Linked DNA regions of Mus musculus: region 1 is linked to region 2. Evidence: chromatin contacts called from public Hi-C data. All regions are on one chromosome and are shown on one strand. Each heading gives the region's core, a stretch centred on a gene start, on an enhancer-like site or on the middle of the called end of the contact. The rest is flanking DNA. Distances are from core to core; before and after follow the strand shown.

What was found. A called contact is a pair of places that touch in the nucleus more often than the background predicts.
Region 1: a contact with region 2 is called in a Hi-C map of uterus, with 3 times the contacts expected there. The contact joins two enhancer-like sites. A contact is called at or near these places in 2 of 484 Hi-C or Micro-C datasets (both in uterus), 1 of 115 datasets of contacts at active chromatin or transcription factors (extraembryonic endoderm stem cells) and 1 of 9 other capture datasets (adipose tissue).

Annotation. Positions count from the first base shown.
Region 1 is chr10:3,894,191-3,900,549 of GRCm38.p6, reverse strand. The region is part of intron 3 of Plekhg1 (pleckstrin homology domain containing, family G (with RhoGef domain) member 1); the gene reads right to left. Among named protein-coding and RNA genes, the nearest start is that of Mthfd1l, 76 kb to the left of the region's middle. Within about 2 kb of position 2,304, at least 12 of the 459 cell types and tissues checked have an H3K27ac peak or open chromatin away from gene starts, as enhancers often do. A contact at or near this core is called in uterus, where this site is marked.
Region 2 is chr10:3,632,233-3,638,449 of GRCm38.p6, reverse strand. No RefSeq gene overlaps it. Among named protein-coding and RNA genes, the nearest start is that of A330032P22Rik, 83 kb to the left of the region's middle. Within about 2 kb of position 4,134, at least 86 of the 459 cell types and tissues checked have an H3K27ac peak or open chromatin away from gene starts, as enhancers often do. A contact at or near this core is called in uterus, where this site is marked.

The sequences.
Region 1 (6,359 bases), core at 1,055-3,554, 260 kb before region 2:
ATGGCCATTACGCGGCTCACAACCAATCCACAGAAGATGTCTGCATGGGAAAGAATTCTAGGCTAAGAAGGCATTCACTCTATATCAGGTGGGAGTAAACTGACAGAGACCCTCAGAAAGAGAGCTTTCTCCCACTCGGCTTTCCTACTGCAATTGTAAATGTGCTTTGGAGTGTCTAGTTTTTAAGTAGTTTATGTCCCTAAGGTTGTCTTCACTGGATGGCTTGTATGTGACCCGTCTTATTCTGGCTTTTTATTTGAAAATATCAAAGTAGAGTCTAACTTAGTGCCCAGTCGAGGTGTGGCAGTGGACAGAAGACAGTTTAAACACTGTTTTGGACCCTACAATAATGTAAGGACAGAACCTGAAGGTAACCAGGTTGACACCTTAATAATAAGTTTGACTATTTTGGTTCTATTAATAAATTTGTTTTTATAATTGATATGTATTTTATGTATTTACCATCTAGAGACTGCCATACCCGGCGATCCATCCCATAATCAGCTTCCAAACGCTGATACCATTGCATACACCAGCAAGATTTTGCTGAAAGGACCCTGATATAGCTCTCTCTTGTGAGACTATGCTGGGGCCTAGCAAACACAGAAGTGGATGCTCACAGTCAGCTATTGGATGGGTCACACGGCCCCCAATGGAGGAGCTAAAGAAAGTACCCAAGGAGCTAAAGGGATCTGCAACCCTATAGGTGGAACAAAATTATGAACTAACCAGTACCCCGGAGCTCTTGACTCTAGCTGCATATGTATCAAAAGATGGCCTAGTCAGCTATCACTGGAAAGAGAGGCCCATTGGACACGCAAACTTTATATGCCCCAGTACAGGGGAACGCCAGGGCCAAAAAGTGGGAGTGGGTGGGTAGGGCAGTGGGGAGGGGGGAGGGTATGGGGGACTTTTGGGATAGCATTGGAAATGTAAATGAGAAAAATACCTAATTAAAAAATATATAAAAGAAAGATAGAAAACTAGAAAAAAATTAAAATTATTTAAAATTTTTATTTTTTAAAGATTTTTTAAAAAAGATTTATTTATTTATTATGTATAAGAGTACACTGTAGTTGTGAGCCTTTACGTGGTTCTTGGGAATTGAATTTAGGACCTCTGCTAGCTCTAGTCAGCCTTGCTCACTCTGGCCCAAAGATTTATTAATTATTATAAGTAAGTACACTGTAGCTGTCTTCAGACACACCAGAAAAGGGCATCATATCCCATTACAGGTGGTTGTGAGCCACCATGTGATTGCTGGGATTTGAACTCAGGACCTTTGGAAAAGCAGTCCTCTTACCCACTGAACCATCTCGCCAACCCATTGGTATTATTATTATTACTATTATTATTATTTTATGTGCATGAATACTTTGCCTGCATGTATGTCTGTGCACCATGAGCTTCCATGATTCCTCAGAAATCAAAAGAGGGTGTCTGACCTTCACTGGACCTGTGCTTATAGGCAGGTGTGAGTTTCCACACGAGTACCAGGAACAGAACCATACCTCTAACCACAGAACTAGCATACCTTTATTCTTTCCCATTTCATTATTTTACAAAAACAATAATGAGTAACAAACTATAAAATGGTATGCATGCACACACACGCACACACACACACACACACACACACACACACACACACACACGTGAAGCAGTTAAAGAAATCTTGGTCTAGATAATCATGCTGCAAAGACACAAAAGGATACTACAGCTCTACAGAGCTCACTGGGACAATTTCTACAAGGTGCTTGAAGGAGCTTAGCCAGTGGCTCCTCCATCCTCTCTCTTCTTTGAGATCATGTTTAAAATGTTAGAACCTGGTTAACATGGCACTAGAGACAAACCACAATGAAGAACAGGCAGTTATTTACATGAAATGTAGCTATGGTGCCTCCTTATGTTTAAATCCATCTTATCCTGCACTCTCTTTAGCTTGGAGATACAAAGGAAACTGGAAACGTCTTTCCTAATTGTCTTGCTTGTATTTCAAGCTCCTACACAGTGGACTTCTATAGTGTTTTTGTGTTCAGCCTCTTCTGTTAGCACTTTGTACCCTGGTCTTTGAATAGAGTGCCTATAGTTTCCCCTTTTCTTGATGGTGGTGGTGGTCTTTTATTTTGGAGAGAGCATCTCCTCCATTTCACAGAAGCCACCACCTGGTACTGTGTTAGGATGCCAGTGACACCAGAATGACCTACATTGATATATTGATTTACAGTGTAGAAGCACACTCCCTTCCACTCAGCTAGTCCTTCCTCCTGTTTTTTCCGAGGGCGTTAAGAGTAGGTGCCAAGTTCTATTTTACAAGCTAGTTGTTTACAAGCTGAATCACACAGGATCCCTTCCTGCAAGGAGCTGCCTCCTTGGCTAGCTGAAACGACAAGTATCAACAAACAGGTCCATGTACATTTCTGGCTAAAAGACCAATACATGATCAGGAGAGAAGGACCCACATATTCAGTACAGAAGGATCACAGGCAAAGGCAGAGGTGGTCCATTCCAGGAACGGATTGTAGCCCTTGGCAGGAGAGAAGATCTTTTTAAAGAGAGACACTTGTGCTACCCTACTGAAAAACAATGGACTCCAAAGGAAAACATTTGTACTGCAATTCCACACTGGGCATGGGGGAGAGGAGAAAGGCTTTGATATTAGCCAGAAGAGGAACTTGTCTCCCAAGAGGGCATCACCCAAAAGCTGGATCAATGACGGGCAGAGACAAACCTTGATCAGGATCATACACACACACACACACACACACACACACACACACACACACACACATGTATGTATGTATGTATGTATGTATGTATGTATGTGGATATATGTGAAGATACATATTTATGAGGATATATAGTGATGTATATTATATATATATATAAGCCATACCTCTAAAACTCCCTGCTGCAAAGCAACTTCCATCAGGCAGCAGTACAGAGGAGCCCTAACTTTTTCTTTTTTGTAACTTTTCCCTTTCCTTTCCCCCATTTCTTTTTCTTTTGGATGCTTGCCCGAAGTCTAAGCATGCTCTCCCAGACACTCTGGCCTTTCCCACCTGCCCTCTGAAGCTCCCACTGCTGCCCTCTCTCTGACACACACACATCTGGCTTCTGCCAGGCCCCTGCCTGTTGACTTCCATTGCACAGATTGCTGGCCTAACTCAAATGGCATGCCTCTCTTCCTCTTCTCTGTCTCCATTTCCCTGGCAGCTGTTGAGATTTACAGCTTGCCTGTTCTGTTTTTCTCCCAACCGCTAATAATATTGTCCTAGAGCTTCCTTCCAAGTCTATTTCTAAGTTCTTTTATTAACAAAACTATCCAGACTACAATCCAAAAGAGGCCACTCCTAATTCCCTAGCAACAGTAGTAGCAACCAGAGGATGCAATGAGATAAATACTCTAGCATTAGTACCAAAAAGGCAACCATAGGGAGTTTGGTTAGACCAGAGTAGCTACATATGGGAGCACGCTACCTGAACCTGAAAGCAGTGGAGGGAGGGACATTTAACAAGTGAGGAGGGGGAGGGGAGGGAGGGCGTCCGAGAGAGGTGTGCTTGGATCACCTGGTCTAGTAATTGCAGGCCTCCAGAGGAGGAAGCCTGGGATCCCCTCCCTTTTTCCACATTTTGTCACTGAGGAGGAATGAGCAGTTCTTCAGCTCCCTACAGGGCACTTTACTGTCCACTGGGCTAGCAGGTGGGTTGAAAGGCACTGAGTACACAGGACCCTTGGCTTCCTCTTTTGTTGGGTCATATCAGGGAGGCAGCTGAGCTATGGGCCTAGGCACCCACCATCTTCTATCTTCCCTTTTAGTTTTTTTCCAGGTATTGGACCTGCAGAGGCCAAAGTAGGTAGTTTTAGACTTTTTTGACAGGCTGGACACGTCTCCAAACCAAGACGACCTTTCTCTAACATCTCTGAAGATTTGTGGTGAGAGGAACAATGCCTATTTTGACCTGTCACATGCAGATAGTAGGGTTTTGCATAGCTCCGGCTTGTAGTCTGTCCCTATCAGGGGCCAAGCTCTGAGTAGGGCTTCTGTTTTGTAGTCACTGTCCTCTGTATAGCATGCCGGGGAATGGCTATGCCTGCTAAGACTGGCTTAGAATCCCAGGCCTCTGACTGAATCCCTACTTGGTCACCTTAGCATTCTGTCCCTAAGGGGATGGACCAGAAGGCAGCATTAGCCTGAGGATAAAGATAACACACAAACATTGGACCTGTTAAGATTGTGGTGACTTAGGGACATCTCTGAGGAATCACCAGGAAGGAGTGACCCATGAATAGTTGGCCAAGGGAGTTCTGGCCCATCTATGAAGAGTTGAGGTCCATCTTAATTACACTCTATTGACAGAAAGCAGGAGCCAATGCTTATCCTGTGTTTCAGATTCAATGAGCACAGCAAGTGCCTGTTCATGAGAAGGTGGGATCCCAGGGCCAGCACACCTTAACCTCAGTAGACCAGCAGCCTACACTGGCAGGAAAGAACAACTCAGGAGTCTTCTTACCTGGAGGAGCATCTAACATCTCCGGCAAATAGAGGCTTAGCAAGGAGTGTTGGGGATGCAAGACTTTGGGTAGTGGCGAATACAGTGTCTACCCCATGGAGATCAGGCCCTGGGCAAAGGTGAGGAAGAGGCGATTGCGTGGACTGTAAGGGTCTGAAAGTCCAGAGCCAGCCATGATACTTCTTACTTTCCCCTGAAACAATCTTAGGAACGTTGGGTAGGGATGGATGTCTAACCCTAACACTAGAAGGGCTTATTGATCGATTTGGAAGAAGGGTAGTAGATTGGGGGAAGATCGAAAGGTTTTGCTAGATAAGAAGGGGTGTATGAGCAGGAGGGTGTGTGGAGAGATGGATGTGTCCACCCATCATCATCTGTCACCTTTGCATCCACAGCTGGGCTCTTGACACAGGAGGAAGCAGGAAAAAGAAGCTTGAAACTTTAAGATGCCATCCAATAACTTTATTATAATGCATTCAGTAAAGGCTTAGAGGTACGTGCTATGCTTTATGTCTTGTGTACAGGGTTAGGAAAATGTTCAGAAATGACAATACTATCCCTATCTCTGTAGGTTCTACACACACACACACACACACACACACACACACACACACACAGAGACAGAGAGAGAGACAGAGACTTAAAATGTAAGTCACAGCATGGTAATTTGAGTGGGGTAAGAATTATTTACAAAGAGCTTTGAGCCATTTTCAAAGTATATAAACTTTTAATCTTTCCTTCAAATACACCACTGAAATCTTATAGTGAAAAATCCCTGTGGTGGTTGGAAAGCTCTAATATTCAGGCTGATGTCTGTCTCTCTTTGCTCAACGCTTCTGTGGGAGGAGGACACTGTTAAAATACTGGGAGCTGAGACCCTGTACAGCTGCCCTATCAGGCCCCAAACAAAAGCTGGAACGATGGAGACAATGCTACTTCAGGCCTATGGCATACGCCAACAGGGTGGCTTGAAGCACTGTGGACAGTGGAACACCACAAAGATCTTTCTGTAAGTGTCTCTGAAGGGGGGGGGGGGAGGGGAGAAGAAAGGGAAGAGAGAGAAAGAGAAGCAGAAGAAAGTGGTAGAAAAAAAAAAACAGCAGGAAAACAGAAAGACAAAGATGGGTGATGGAAAGAGGAGAAAGGGGAAAGAGGGGAGAGTTGGGGCAGGGTGTCACACTGAACATTAGAATTAGAGGCAGCTCCTCCTCCTGCTGACAGGAACTCGGGTCTCATTTCAGGCTTCCCAATCTATCGCACAGAGGCTGGGCCCATTGACAATATGTGGACATCTGCTAAGGACTCGGAGATGTTTTGATAAAAGAGTAATAAACCCTGAGGTTTTGCCTCATTTAAGCTCTGTAAGATTTTTCAATACACAAAACCAGCAAAAAATGCAAGGAATGGCCCTCTAGTCAAGCTTTGACAAATGACACTTGTGCTTGCTCAGGGCTCTCTATTGTCTCTCTTTATCCTGAACAAGGTCTCCTCACAGTGAGGACACGAGACACCAGATCTGTGGGAGTTGGGGGGTAGGGAGGAAAGGGGCCCAGCAGCTCTCCCCAGAAAGAGGTTTCAGAGAGGAGGAGGGAACATGGATTTTGTTAAAAACAGATCCATTGAGAAGGAGGACAACATTAGAGCTGAACTCAGTCCACAGAGCAGAGGATTCTAAAAACTGAGTCAACTTCATCTCTTCGTGTAGACATGGTTTCTGTAACTGCCTAGGCTGGCCTGGAACTTGCAGTCCTCTCACCTTCTCATATTTTCTCTCATGGTGTTCCAACTCTCTCTGTGAGCTCTGCACGTCACTTTGCTACATGGGTGGCCTCAAAGCTTCACCA
Region 2 (6,217 bases), core at 2,885-5,384:
CCTTATCATGTGACTCACTCTTAAGGTTTTATTTAAGACAAATAAAATCCTACATCCATACAAAGGTTGTGCATTTGTGTCTATGGCAGCTTTGTTCATAATATCAAATGCCCATCTCAAGGTGAGTGGTTTATCTTGTAGTATATCTATACATCTTATGGTGTATCTATATACATTGTAGCATATCTATATATCTTGGTATGTGTGTGTGTTGTGTGTGTGTGTGTTGTGTGTGCATTGTGTGTGTGTGTGTATGTGTGTGTGGTGTTGTGTGTGTGTGGGAGATGTGTGTGTATGGTTGTGTTGTGTGGTGTGTGTATGTGTGTGTGTGTGTGTGTGTGTGTGTGTGTGTGGTGTGTATGTGTGTGTGGTGTGGTATATGTGTGTGGGGTTGTGGTGTGGATGTGGGTGTGGTGTGGTGTGTGTGGTATGGTGTGTGTGTGTACTGGCTAGTTTTGTGTCAACTTGACACAGCTGGAGTTATCACAGAGAAAGGAGCTTCAGTTGAGGAAATACCTCCATGAGATCCAGCTGTAAGGCATTTTCTCAATTAGTGATCAAGGGGGAAAGGCCCCTTGTGGGTGGGACCATCTCTGGGCTGGTAGTCTTGGGTTCTATAAGAGAGCAGGCTGAGCAAGCCAGGGGGAGCAAGCCAGTAAAGACCATCCCTCCATGGCTTCTGCATCAGCTCCTGCTTCCTGACCTGCTTGAGTTCCAGTCCTGACTTCCTTTGGTGATGAACAGCAGTATGGAAGTGCAAGCCGAATAAACCCTTTCCTCCCCAACTTGCTTCTTGGTCATGATGTTTGTGTAGGAATAGAAACCCTGACTAAGACAGTGTGTGGTGTGTGTGTGGTGTGGTGTGTGTGTGGTATGCATGTGTGTGCCTTGTGGTATATCTACATCTTGTGATACATTTATACAGATACCAAACAATGAACTGATCCATAGAGAGACACAATAGTAAGATCTTGAAAGAGACAAGATATAAATAATATATAGTATTCTCTGATCTACCAGCAGGAAGTGGGGAGAGGTAGTGAGGTTGGGCCTGGCAAGGGCGTTTGAAACCTAAAAGCCCACCCCCAGGGACATAGTTCCTCCAACAAGGCCACACCTCCTAATGTTTCTCAGCCAGTTCCACTGACTCAGGACCAAGCATCCAAACCCATGAGCTTATAGGGACCATTCTCATTAAACCATCACACTCAGAGAATCACAAAAACAAAGACCTGAGAATAAGAGGGGGACCTGTTGGGATAAAGAGGTTCTACCAGAGAGGGAGAGGGGTGAGAGAGGGCCATGAGGGGTGAAAATGACCAAAATACATCCTGGTGCATGACAATTGTCAACAAATACTTTTTTTTTTAAGAACCCCACTCATTTAGCTACCAGGGTTCTAGTTTTCTTTAATGATTTTAATACTGAAGATTTGTTACAATGATGTGGCCAGTGTTCCACTTTCCTATTTTGTCCCCATGCTTATACGTAATCTTGTACATAGACTTCAACGCTGAATCCTGGTGGCAGCAATGCCATACACTCTAGACACTAAACCTTCTTACCACACCTTTCCCTAGGTCCAGGTTTTAGCTCAGTCTTAGGAGGAAATATGTAAGCAAGGCTTGAGAACAGCTCCAGAGCTTCCTCTGCTGCCAATCAGCCCCTCTGTGGAGGCGGCCATGGGCACTGGAGATGATCCTAGAGATCACATGGTCCACTCCCATGTTTCATTGGAAAGGAAAAATTCTATTCGCACTGCTCTGAGTGGCCAAACTGGAACTAGAATTTTGGATTCTTAATTCCTAGCCCATGACTCTTTCTACCAAATGTTAGTGCTTCATAAACCAATAACATTGAAATCTATTAAGCACCCAGCATCCAGATGTGGTACCCAAGCATGCAGTGTTCACACGGCAACGCTTTAGGGAAAACAAAACATGCGTGATACCCTGAGCTCATCCAAATGACTTTGTCTTATGAAAAGAAAATGTGCTGTGACTTTTATGATTTAACACATAATGAGACAATGCACTGGAAGATGTCTCCTCTGTGGCAGCTGTAAGTGGAGAGAAAGCATGTGTGTGTGTGTGTGTGTGTGTGTGTGTGTGTGTGTGTGTGTGTTTTGAATGTTTGCTAAGATCTTGGCATAGTTTTTTTTTTATTTGTCATGGAATACTTTTTTTAAAATTAAACATTTTGTTCATTTACATTTCAAATAGTATCTTCCTTCCCAGTTACCCTTCCACAGACCCCCCCCCATCCCATCCCTCTTTCCTCCCTCCTCTTTGCCTCTATGAGGGTGCTCCTCCACCCACCCAAATCCTTCCTCACTGTTATAGCATCCCCCTTTGCTGGGGCATTAAGCCTCCATAGGACCAAGGGCCTCTCCTCCCATTGATGTCCTCATGGTACCTTCTCCAAAACTGACCATATAATCAGACACAAAATAAGCCTCAACTGATATAAGAACATTGAATTAATCCCATGTATTTTATCAGACAACCATGGACTAAGGCTGGTCTTCAATAACAACAAAAACAACAGAAAACCCACATACACATAGAAGCTGAACAACTCTCTACTCAGTGATAACTTGGTCAGCGAAGAAATAAAAAAAGAAACTAAGGACTTTTTAGAATCTAATGAAAATTAAGGCACAACACACCCAAAGTTGGTATAGTTTTTAATAGCTCCCTTTTATTCCAGAAAACTCCAAATTTAAAAGACAATTATATTATCATGATAATTACAAGAAATTTCTAGCAAATAAGCACTGTTGTAGCATCTGCTGCTTGTTTTCTTTTTATTACTGGAAATAAGTAGTGAGTTTGGGGTAACAAGCTTATAATCAACGTGTAAATCACGCTAGACTGGAGGAAAGAATACACTTTTCTCTCTTACCATTCTGGAGAAAACATCTCAGTTGATTCACTTGAAATGGCCTCAGAGATGATCATGAGAACACTACTTAATGCGAGAAAGAGGAGTGTCATTTTTCTGGTGCCCCGGTTATAAAGCTACAGTTGTTCAACTAGGGTTTTCAACCAGGAACATGTTAAATGCTGAGCATGGTGGCACACACACTTGGGAGGCTGAGGCAGAACAACTGAAATTTGGAGGCTAGCCTGGGCTATGGGGGAAAGACGCTGACTTAAAGACAAAGGAAATTCAGTGTGATGTCTCCCTCTGAGCTCACTGGAAACGTATCTCCTCACTCTGTGTAGTTGTAACCTTCCACCCATATAAAGAGCCCAAGATTAGATAAGGTAGTGCATCACTTCAAGGTACATAGCCCTTCATAGAATATATAGGATTAGGACATCCACAATCACTCCAGGCAGAGGTAGGAGTTTCTCACTAACCTGGGTTGCGGATCCTGTAAGTGCCACCTGGGACACTTCTCTCCCATGCCCAGCGAGTGGAGAGAAAAAGTAGAGTCAGAGCTGCTGGCACAGATCCATGATTCCAGCCACTCAGGAATCTGAGGCAGTTCGAAGCCTGCTTGGACAGTAAAGCGAGTTCAAAGACATTCTGGGGTGAGATTCTGTCTCTAAATGCAACACAAAAAGAGGGCTGGAGATACTACTCAGGATAACGTGCGCGCGCGCGCGCGCGCACACACACACACACACACACACACACACACACAGAGGTGGGGCAGAGAGACAGAGAGACACTGAGAGCACTCCAGGAATTACAATTAAATGTGCTCTTGTAAGAACTTAGACAAGATCCATCCATTTGTCTAAGAATTTCATAATTTCATTGTTTTTAATAGCTCCGTAGTACTCCATTGTGTAAATGCACACATTTTCTGTATCCATTTCTCTGTTGAGGGACATCTGGGTTCTTTCCAGCTTTTGACTATAGAGCTTAGAACAGTGCCTGAAAGTAAGGGTAGTTTTGCATTGCTGTGGTTGAGTATTTGTCATTGCTGTTAGCAATGACAACAAGGGAGGTTTTAGTTCCGCACTGTCACTATAATCCCAATCAAGGGCTAGCACTGCTGCCTTGCTGACGTCAGTTATTATCTTCTTCCTTTCCTTATTAGTGAATAGTCATCCCTCCGGACTGTTGTCAGCCTGAGCTGCTGAATTCATGGCTGTTCTCCAGCATCTGCTTAGGGTTGAGGCTGTGGGATGCTGCCAGTCCAGCCATAGACACTGTGGACAACAGCATCCGTTCCTTTCACTGCTGAGTCCTAGACTGTCTGAGATGACAGTAACTGTGACAGCCACCTCCTCCCTCAAGTCTGAGTAAGAGGGTGTGGGGGAGGTAGGGAGGATGGCTCATGCTTTTCCTCAATGAGGCAGGGGGAGAGAGAAGATGGAAAGAGGAAGGGGGATGGAGAGGGGCAGGGGTTGTGGATCCTATGGGAGGAGGGGGACACTCCAGGCCACCCTTGAAACAAATGTTTCCAGTGACTCTCTCACATAAAAACAACTCTGCCTCCTCCCCTGCAAGAGCCCAACCAGCTGTTTCCACTTCCGTAGCATCTGGTCACTTACTGAAGTGTTTACTAACTTCTCATGCAGAACTTTTTAAATAGAGGAAAACCAGGAGCTTGTCTGTACCAACTAGACAACAGAGATAAGGGAGAATTCAGAGACAAACAACAGAAAAGCAGAATTAAGGCCTGGAATCCAGGCTTGATCAGGACAGCGGATTGATTGCTCTTCGAATCTGTGACTTTCCCAATCATTGAGAGGACTGAGCCCTCTCTATCCCACAGTGATGCTGGATGTAATGGACTACAAGGAGACCAGAGCTGCTCAGGAGCAACCCAGGATGACAGCAGGAACAACATCATGCTCGAAAGCCAACACCTGTGAAGCAAACAGAATCTCTGAGCTTGATCTCCAGCTCTGCCTCCTGGGAACTGTGTGACATGGGGTGAATTACTGACCCTCTCTGAGCCACTGTTTCATCATTTACCAAATGGAAAGAATAGTATTTGCAGTACTAACAATTTAAGCTTATCCCCAACTAGCTTACAAATAAATGAGACTCAAACTATGGTTATTTTATTTGGCGTTGACAACTACAGGGGTCACCTCTAATCTACTCTTCTAACTTCTGGCTTGGCTACCTCCCCAGCAGTGTACCCCAGATACTTGCTGAACCTCCAGACCATGAGCTCATTGTTCCTCTGCCCTCATGGCGGCTTCTTCCTCCTCTTTCTTCCTGGTCTCTCCTCCTCTGACCAGGTCACTCTAAACCCACCCACCTCTAATCCTTCCAGTAATTGGCTGTATCCAATTGTATTTAACCAATAGTTTTAAATCAAGGAACAAAGTTTGTATAACAAAAGCTTGTAATCATGAGAAGTCATTCGTAGACCCAGACGTCCTTGTATAAAAGCATTACAATACATAGCAATAGACCAAACCTCTACAAGTATTAGCTTCATAGGCTTGTTGTGGAGTTAAATAAATTAATATAAAGCACTTTTTTGAAAAATATTGCTTGGCCTTTCCTAAGCATTTCAGCAGCATCTGCTCTCTTTACTATGAGTACATGTAAGTTCTCACAACTACTTTAGAGGGCACAAAGAAATGCTGTTTGTTTAATACAATGAAGAGTTATTAAATCAAATGGACTAACAAACCCACCACCTCAAATGCACAATGTGTTTCTGAAGATTTTCAAACTTACTTTTGGAGAAATACTAAAATGTGTAGTGGCCAATTATTTTATTTGTCCTATTGTGTCTATTATCAGTTCTGTGATACTGTTAACAAGACACCTGAGACCATACACCAGCAGAAAAGAAAGGCTTACCTTGGCTCATTTGTAGACTACAGGAGCAAAGGACATTCACCTTGACTTGAGTTTCTATAGGTGGCATGTCCCTCTACCATGAATGGAATCCTCACCTGCTGAGAGAGAGAGAGAGAGAGAGAGAGAGAGAGAGAGAGAGAGAGAGAAAGAGAGAGAGAGAGAGAGAGCGCGCACAGCATGTAAACTCTTTTTCTTCCCTGTTGTGATTTCAATGTGAAATGTCCCCCATGGTCTCCTGTGTTTACACATGTGGTCCCCAGCTGTCTGGGAAGGTTGTAGAATCTGTAGGTCCTAAAGGCTCTCAACCTTGCTAATGCTGAGACCCTTTAACACAGTTCTTCAGATTGTGATGACCTCCAACCATAAAAGGATTTTGATACTACGTCATAACTGTAATTTTGCTACTGTTATGAAGCATAATATAAATATCTGA